Regions from separate parts of the Mus musculus genome. Here region 2 is linked to region 1. Evidence: chromatin contacts called from public promoter capture Hi-C data. All regions are on one chromosome and are shown on one strand. Each heading gives the region's core, a stretch centred on a gene start, on an enhancer-like site or on the middle of the called end of the contact. The rest is flanking DNA. Distances are from core to core; before and after follow the strand shown.

Evidence for each region. Promoter capture Hi-C pulls out the DNA fragments that hold promoters and counts their contacts.
Region 2: a contact with region 1 is called in a promoter capture Hi-C map of trophoblast stem cells, with 4 times the contacts expected there. The contact joins the enhancer-like site here to the promoter of Tmem233 in region 1. A contact is called at or near these places in 11 of 39 promoter capture datasets (the 3T3-L1 cell line, 3T3-L1-derived adipocytes, the SN4741 cell line and 7 more), 1 of 115 datasets of contacts at active chromatin or transcription factors (astrocytes) and 1 of 9 other capture datasets (embryonic stem cells).

The regions. Positions count from the first base shown.
Region 1 is chr5:116,080,471-116,085,110 of GRCm38.p6, reverse strand. It overlaps Tmem233 (transmembrane protein 233), which reads left to right and starts at 1,844. Exons shown (of 3, transcript NM_001101546.2): 1 at 1,844-2,189. The coding sequence starts at 2,001.
Region 2 is chr5:116,506,847-116,511,486 of GRCm38.p6, reverse strand. The region is part of intron 1 of Srrm4 (serine/arginine repetitive matrix 4); the gene reads left to right. Among named protein-coding and RNA genes, the nearest start is that of Srrm4os, 70 kb to the right of the region's middle. Within about 2 kb of position 2,361, at least 3 of the 459 cell types and tissues checked have an H3K27ac peak or open chromatin away from gene starts, as enhancers often do. A contact at or near this core is called in trophoblast stem cells, where this site is marked.

The DNA of each region.
Region 1 (4,640 bases), core at 595-3,094:
CTGAATAAAAATAAATAAATTATTGCGAAATAAACAAAACAAAAAAACAAAAAAGCCTCAGGACAAAGATCAGAAAGATGTTTTGCTCCACTGGGATCCAGACTCCTCCCCTCCTCGGTCTGCTGGGAAGCTGCTCTCTCCCTGTGGGTGACCCCTTAAGAGTGAAGGTGGTACCACATCTCCAAGCTATCAGCCAGTAGGGTTCATCCAAGAGCAACAAACTGAGCTCTGAAAAGAAAATTAGCGAGGCTCCGGAAATGAGCCCTGAAAAGCCCAGCCGGGCGAGCTAATGCCTATCCCTCAAGAGTCCATGCTGGATACATTATATTTTCTGGTGTGAGCACTTGCTTTTCGATTGCGTTTTAAATGTTTCAAGTCATGATGGCTACACTTTCGACCAGCCAATAAGCTAAGTAGACTAGAGCAATGCCAACAAGCTTCAAAGACGTCCATCAAGCGCTGAAGAAAATATCTTAACCCTACTTAAAACCCCTGCACCTCTGCCTAGACCCTACTCGAGACTTCTTACCTAAGTCATCCTAAATTTCCACATTTGTGAAATGGACACCTCACCATCTAGCTAACAGAGGGCACGGGAACTGAAGCTGAGGAGAAGTTCCAGCAGTTTCGAGCACTTGTTGCTCGGGCAGGGGACCCCAGTTCTGTTCCCAGCACCCACATCAGGCAGCTCACAGCCACCTATGGCTCCAGCCCCAAGGGATCTAACTGCCTCTGCTTGTACTCACACAGGCATACATACATACACATAGGCGGACACCAGACACATAGACACACACACACACACACACACACACACACACACACACACACACACACACGTCTTTTATCAAGCTGTAGGGATTAAACAAGTTGGTAACTTAAAGAATTCATTGTGTGCATACAGGAGTCACTCATTCAATGTTTGGTAAATCTGGTAAACTGGGCAGTGGTCTGGGCGAGGCAACAACTTCTTTGTTTGTTTGTGTTCCCTTAGCTGATACTAGTGGGTTAAAGTTGATGGTGCAGTTGGTGAGCTGGAAAAGTAAGACTCCGGGCTGGCAAGATGGCTCAGCGGCTAAGAGCACCGACTACTCTTCTGAAGGTCCTGAGTTCAAATCCCAGCAATCCTATTCCTAACTCTAAGTTCCTATTCTAAGAAACCAGAATCCTGAAAACAGGTAACATTTATTGAGCACATAGATTTGCTGATTTAATGTGCTCTCCTTGCAACGTCCAGGGGAGGCATGGAGCGGGACAAATGTAGAAACTGGGTAAAGTGATGGGGACTTTCTTTCCTGTAACCAAGCTCCATCTGGGCAGAGCATCTCTGTTTTGATTTCTTAGGGATAGTTGACATCCCAACAATAACTGCTTTCTTTGCCCCAGGGCTAAAGTGAATTCCCCTCTCTCTTTTTATCCCATCTCTCTGTCCAGGATGCTCGCACCAGCCAAAACTACCTGAGAGTCTTCTCGTGGGCTATGAAGTAGAGAGATTTCAGTCTCCTGGGAAGTGAAAGAAGTGTATATAAAGTGTTTTAACAGCTGGATAGAGAGGGAATCTCATTCCTTCTAATGATTCGGTGATAAGGTCCTTTGCAGCCCATTGAAAACTTAAAAGGCCTTGCTCCCTCCTTACCTGCGCCCTTTCTTGCAAACTTTTCAGTGCGAGTTGGTCCATGCATCCCCAGAAGGGTCTCTAGGTGTGAGGGATCAGCTGTTCCTGTGCCTCCCCGGGTGACAGGCTCCCTCCTCCTCCTCCCCCACTCGCTTTCTCCCTCCCTCCCTCTTGTAGAGAGGCTCCCCGCCTCTTGGCCTAAGTCCCTGAGCCCAGCCGCGTGCAGGCAGAGGACTGACCTACGCAGGAGTAGTGAAGTCTCATCTCCCTTGAGCCCGGAGCAGAAAGCTTTTCAGAGCCTCTGCAAGCCATGAGTCGACAGCCAGAGCCCCAGGCTGCACGAACCGTGCGCTCCTCATCCCTCCCGGTGTCACCGACTTCGCCCATGTCTCAGTATGCTTCCCGCTCAGACTCAAAAGGAGCTTTGGACAGCAGCAGCCCGGAAGCCTATACAGAAGATGACAAGACCGAGGAGGACATACCTGCCCCCAGTAACTATCTATGGCTCACCATTATCTCGTGTTTCTGCCCAGCGTACCCGGTCAACATCGTGGCTTTGGTCTTCTCCATCATGGTGAGTTGGGTTGGGACCAAAAGCAGCTGCAAAGGAGAGATGCGGGGGCGGCTCTGCCTCTCATCGCCCATGCTTCTTGCCCAGGACCCATCAGTGCTCAGCTGCACAGCACTAACCAAGCTTTCCCCAGACCAACTTTGTGCTTCTTTGCTCCGGACGCTCCCACTCCAAGTTCTCTGGACTTTGCGGCTTCTCCTAGTCCCATTGCTTACCCAGGACCTCAACGCGCTAGCCCTGGCAAGTCACACTACACCCCCATGCTCTGAGCTTGCAGGCTCTGTGTCCCGTTGTATCCCAGGGCCACACTGGGTGCCCCTGCCCTCCAGTGCCTAAAGCTGCCTCTATGTTTGCAAGTTCTTTCTCTGCAGTGCGTTGGGCACTGCCTCCTTCACTCTTGGAGATTCCCACAGCTCCTCTCTGAGCTTGCCCACCCCTCCACACCCCCACACAGCATGTTTTCTTTCCCTAGGGTCAAAGTTCCTTCCTGTTTCTTGGTACACCCAGCGCCCCCTACCTTGGCTCTCTCTGACACCCGTTTTCCAGCTCTGCGCAGGCTATCACGCAGGACACCTCCGGAGGACTTTCTTGATTGTATCCCGTGCTTCTTATAAAAGGGAAAAAAGCCTGCTTGCTCTTTCCCTCAGTTTGTCCTAATCTGTCCCCACTTTGCTGCACACGGATCTAGTCCAACTTTCCCACGATCCCCCTTTCTACCACTCGGTCCTACCCCAGGGTCTCCAGCCAGTGCATTGGGGGGATTCCTCTATGGAGCCCTGGGACTCTGCTCTGACGCCCTCTTCAATGTTCCCAGGAACCAGACCCACCCTTATTGACTGGAGCAGCTGGTCCTGCCATGGTGGCAGGGTGAAATTCACACAAGACACTGCCCTGGGACAACCCCAGCAGCAGTTGCAGAAGTCGTGTGCTCCCTCCCCCAAGGCCCACCTCTCCTGCAGCTAACTAATGCACCTCCCACCAAAGACAGGTCTCCTTCCTAAGCCTGCAGGTACTTTAGCCTACTGGTAAAACCTCTCCTGAGTACAGCAGCAGAGATTCTGTTTGCACCCATTCAGCGCCCTTCCCCAAACCTGGCTCTCTGTACCAGCATGCAAGCGCGCAACCCTTGGCTCAAATCCCAGTCCTACCACTTGTGAGCCCTGTGGTGTCTAGAAATCAGTGCAGATCTCTGAACCTCGGTTTTCTTTGGAAAATGGGAATTGTCGTGGCTATATTTCTGGGAGTTTTTAAGTATTAATGAGATAACTGTGATGTGCCAAGAATGATGGTCAGCATCGTAGTAACAGTAATAATAGTAATGATAATAAATAATAATACATTTCTTTGTTCAAATGTCATTTCATCAGACCTGTTTAAAAGTTTAAAACCAAAGCCTTTCCCAAGCTGTAGACACCCTTCCCTGTTGCTTTCAGTACAACATACTTCAAAGACTTTTTAAGTTTTTACTTGGGGGCACACCAACAGCACAGGAGGGGAGGTCAGAGGACAACTCTGTCATCTCCCACCTTTCTGCAAGTTTCTCGTGGATCTTGGGCCACCAGGCTTGCACATCAGGTGTCTTTGCTGGCTGGGCCACCTCGTTTTACTTTTTAATACATTCTGTTATCTTTGTCCCCTCATTACACAGACAACAGACTCTATGAGGACAGAGATATTTGCTGTGTTTATTACTGGGTGCTGCAGAAGCAGCCACAGGAGAATCATATAATCTTAGAAGCCTGGATAATCGTAGGAAATATTATGAAATGAGTGCATGCATGAAGGAAGGGGTGATGGCTTCACCTGACCAGGTTGCTCTTGTTTCAAAGCCCCGGAAGCTGAAGTTATCGTACCAGTTTCTGTAAGACTGACCAGCAGGCTTCCGCACTTCCTTCCTCTCCAAGTATCTGATCTCGGGTTTGTTTTTATCTTCAGAGAGACTAGAGGAGTCGTGGGCTGCCAGGCTCTCCCAGCAGCAGAGTCACAAGCTGGCACCAGTGCCTACATTCCATCCCCCGTTTATCCATGAAGCAAGCTAGTTTGCCCTTCCCCAGCCAGTGAGTGCTACTTAGGAAAAAGCAGTCCTGATTGCTTTCCATCTCACTGGTACTAAATCAGTCACCACTCTAGCTGGTGGTGGCACAGCCTAGGGTGGCCTGGGGGAGGGGGCTTCTGGTAGAAGTCCCTCTACCTAATCCCCTCATTCCCCAAACTTTTCTTGGTGGTTTTATAGCCTGACCCCCATCTGACTGTCAGACACAGAAAGCTTTGGGAAAGTTTAGCACGTTTTTTTTTTTTTTTTTTTTTTTTTGGTTGGTTGGTTGGTTTGGTTGGGTGGTTGGTTTTGGTTTGGTTTGTTATTTAAAGCTTTCGTTGGTCATCTGAAGAGCTGGGAAGGGATGTTGGGGTGCCTTACTGTTGTTTACTTTGGTTTGGGGTTTTGACTTAATTTTA
Region 2 (4,640 bases), core at 1,112-3,611, 430 kb before region 1:
TTCATACCTTTCTTGATAGCACTGGATAAGTTGGAATTTGGGGGGTGTCTGTGCCTTTTTAAAAAAGGAGCAAAGGAAATAATTGCAAATATCTGAGAGGCAAAATCAGGGAAAGAGCTATGGGGCTTCGGGAGCTATCCTTGAGGGAAGTTCAAGGTGAAATAAAAATAGAAGCAGGAGAGTGTCCCAAATAGCAGAGGAGTCAACGTTTAGGGGACAACAAGGCAGAGCAGGTGGAAGAAAGAGACCTCCTGAGCTTGTTCCCACCCATGGCTGGCTGGGCATGGAGAGCCCCCACAGAGCTCCCCATAAATATAGCTGCTGGTACCTGCCACCCATGTCTGACAGCCTGAGTTCAATTCCTGGGCCCCACATGATAGAAGAAGGGAGCTGACTCACAAATTGTCCTCTGACTACCACACCTGCAGCATGGCACATGCAACATCGCTCGCACGCACAAACGTAAATATATACGTACACACGCACGCATGCACACACACTCGCGCTCATGCAGCAGGTCGTACACTCGCTGGCCCGCATCCATGGACGCTTCCCCCCACCCCCGCATACACGCATGCTCCCACTCATGCAGCACAAACACTCGCTGGCCCGCACGCATGGACGCACGCACGCATGCACGCACGCTCTGTACGTGCCTGCGTACATCCTCTGCCAGGATGCTCTTAGATCAGAATCTCTTTCTCTAAGTATACCTATTATTCTGGGTATGCTCATACCTTTCTCAGTATCACTGGATAACTTGGAATTGGGGGCATCTGTGGTAAACACCAGAGCACAATAGGGCTGAGGAATCAGTATTGATAGGAAGGCCTTTCATCTCTGGTTCTGAAGTAGCCCAGACTGCTTGAGCCGCAGACACATGTGGGGAAACTAAGCTTAGATGATTAAAAATAGTCAGTAGCTGAAGGCACGGTGGCAGTCTCCTAGTGCCCTCTAAAGTTGAGCAAGGCTCAGCCAACATTTGGGGACCTGGGAATAGAGAACTCTCTGATGGTTGGCAACATGGTTCCTGTGTACAAGATGATATGGGGTGCTAACTTGTATGACAGTTCTTGGAACACATCCCTAGCCAATGAGATTCATATCTCCTCTTGGTCCCCATCTAGTCGCACAGAACAGTGACAGATTGCACATTCCTGCATCATCTGCATAGAGGTCAGTTCATTTCTTCTATGGCGCCTATATTTATAAGGCTGCCCACATTTCTCAGACCATTTAAGTCATGGTCGAGTGTGACCCCAGCCAAGGTGAGATCTGTACATTTTCATATTTTATGAGAACAAGAGAAGAAATTGATCTTTTAAACCAAGGAATCACAAAGCTTACCCTTAGCATGGCTATAGAGATTCCACAAGCAGATGAAATGAACCAGGGAGGGACCGAGGTAAACCAGGAGCGGCACCCCCAGATGTAGCATATAAAATAGCTGCCTGGAAAGAGAAGTGCACACCCCATCCCAAACACCCCCATCTTCAATCTTGATTCTTGTTAAAACTTTAAGTTCCAGGGGCTGGGGGTGGGGCGTTGGCGCAGTGTCTGAGCAGTAAATCTTCCCAATGAGGTGGAGTTTGGGGGAAGTCTGCTGCAGTGTACATAAAATGGATCTTCAGATACAATCCTTCTAAAAGTTTCTTCACACAGGAGAAAAATATGTCTGCTCCCTAAATTAATTGACTGCCAACACCTGTCTGCTCAACGTCTCTCTATTGGGCTTAGCACGGCTGTAAGCAAGAAGGACTGGTTAGGAACAAACCAGACTCAGCCTGACTTAGCAACTCCTTGGATTTCAGAGCTGGGGAGTCTTGGGGTCCATCTGTGTCTCCAGACTCCTAACAGTTCTGAGGGTGCACCTCAGAGCTCACATGAGGAATAAGAAGCTTGAGTGTTCAGGTTCCCACATGGCCATGCCCTGCTTCAAACAGAACTCTCCCAAGTTGTTTTGTGTGGGGAGGTGGGGGCCACCTCTACATCTACAGATGGGCAAACACATAGGTATTGTTCCCCTCGAGTCATCGTGGTGAATCCCACTCTCCAGATTCCTAAAAGCATGATGAATGGTTAGGCTGTTGCTTACATTCATACTCTTGCAGAACCTTCCACTGTGCCAGGAGAGTCAGACTGGACTCACCCTGTATCTCTCGCGCGCCTGGAATGGGAACACGGGGCAAGAGATGAGTGGAGCATCTTGGGAACATCACCCTGAGTTCAGCTATGTCAAAGCCCACGAGGTCTTTGTATCAGAGCTTCCCAGGTGAAACAGAGGCAAAGGATACTGCAGTGAGCATGGAATGGGCTGTGAGCCCATGCTGCAGAGTGCTTGGCTAGCACTTCCCTCAGGAGGCTTGCGGGAGTCATCCCCAGGACTGGGAGGGAGCCTCCAGGGTAGATGATATCGCGCTGTGGCATGACGCATCAACCACGCACACATTTCTCCTCCTCCAAGCATGGAATCCTCAACTCACAGTCTGTAACGTGTTTTTAGTCATAAGGCCCTGAAACATGCCTAGTGACTATTTGTGATATTATTCCTGGGAGCCATGAACATTCCACAACAGATCAAAACATTAACAAAGTACAGTTGGTGAGCCAATGAGGTTTTGGGAGTTACTTTAGGAATATGGGTGAGGGGTTACGTACAGGAACAGATATGACTCAGAGATGACTGCATCACCCAAATCCCAGCATGCGTGACAGCTCATCAAAGCCAGAGACCTGGAGCCCACTGCACTGCCTGCAGGCAGCTTGACAGCTTGGAAAGTATCTTTTGCAAGTAAATTAGTTGGTCTGAGTCTCTTCCAGACAGGTCGGTTAGTCTCTTCCTCATCCCGGCAGCTCAGCTGCTCTGAGAGTCATCGTTACTTGTTATTTTCTTGGGAAGGGAGGGGCCTCGTGAGTCTGGTCAGTTTCAGGGACTTCCTGAAGCCTTTGAATTGTTTTCTTCATGGGCCTGCTGGGCTTTTTTGATGGATAAAAAGTTTCAACTTCCCGGAAGGATTCCCTCCAAGATGGAACGTTTTAACTCAGAGGAAATTACATGTTACCCATGTAAGCTCCATTTGTTTTCTCATAGTTGCCCAAAGTCTTTCAGAAAGGGTTTTTTTTTTTTAATCCAGTGAGACACATATATCTAATGACCTCCCAAATACAGACACCCTGAAGACAACACCCCAAGTGGAAAATATGTTCAGTGTTCCAGAGAATTCCCTCTAGTCTTTCCTCAGTCTACTGTCAGCCCTGGGAGGTAACGAGCGGGTGTCTTGAGAATTTTCCATGGTAAACTGGATTCTTCTGGGTTCGGAACTTGAGGAGAAGAGAATCACATCTTCTAATGTCTGCCCTCTTGGCATATGGCAAGAGTGCAGGAGTTTCAGCTATGTGGTTGCCATGGTGACTACTTTCCAGCGCTGGTCTTGTCTGCGTCCACCCCATCACTCTTAGGAACGAGGCTCAGAGCTTTCCTTTCCTGATATCTCACCAGCAACCCTCGTCCGGCAGACACTCAGAAATCACCGGATGAGTGGATGACTGAGTCTTAGTGAGATATTAGCAGATGGGTGTGGCTGATCACTCATTCCCAGAGAGGGGTTGGAAGAGGCAGCTGTCCCTTTGTATAAACACAGCTCTTGAGGTCTACAAGTCAAATGAGTCTGGAAGCCTGGGGTGCATGGTCAAACTCGTCAGCATTGGATCTCATGCTGCTCACTAACTGGGAAGCTTTGGCTGCAGTAAACCTCAGTGTTTTCATCTGCAGAATGGGTGCCAATGATAGAGCCTTTCTGGCAGACTTGTGAAGAGAGTAGAGGTGACACCTTCCTAGAAAGAGTTGTAAGAGTTCTGTGAGAGGTGACCGCAAGCCTTGGTCCTTAGTGCTCGCCCTAAACACCCTTTTAAACAAACAGGGTTCTATTCCTTACCATGCATTCACTCCAAACTCAAGCAACACCCAGGTTTATTTGATAAGAGAGTGACAGCTGTCACAGAATATCAGCGGTGGCTAAAAATAGACCTGGCCCACCTTCCCTCCTTACTTGCTACTCAAGCAGCCATTTATTGGCACAGCATCATGAGTCCAGGTCTCTTTTTTGAGGGAAGGAGGATCAAAGTGGGGAGAGAAGGAAGATGTATTTTCCCCCCAAGCTGCCGGGGGAAGGAGTTGGGGAGCTGTTCTCTATGATTTGATTGATGTTGCACTTGGGGATCTGAATTCTCTGATGTAATTACACTGTGTGCTCCACGAGATAAGGAGATTAATCAGTCCATTACACAGGGGCTGTTTTACCCACAGATGGAGGTAATTGAACAGAGACATCGGGCACCTCCAGATCTTGCTGGGCATCCAGTCTACTCCAGTGGCAGGCGGTGGCTGGCCTGTGGGCAGCCAGGACATCTCCAAGACAGAATAAGGACTGTTACTGTCACATGCTCGTACACTCTGAGGCTCCTTAGGTCCCAGGCACTTGACCCTCATCGGTCCCCTGTTGTTCCGTGAAGCGACCGCCATTCCGTGCCCTGTTACAGTTGAGGCTGAGCTACCTCGAGACTCTGTCCGAAGCATTCTTCAAAGTTCAGATCTGAATCTAACTGAGGCAGAGGCCGCCATGGCGGGCAACACTTGTTGC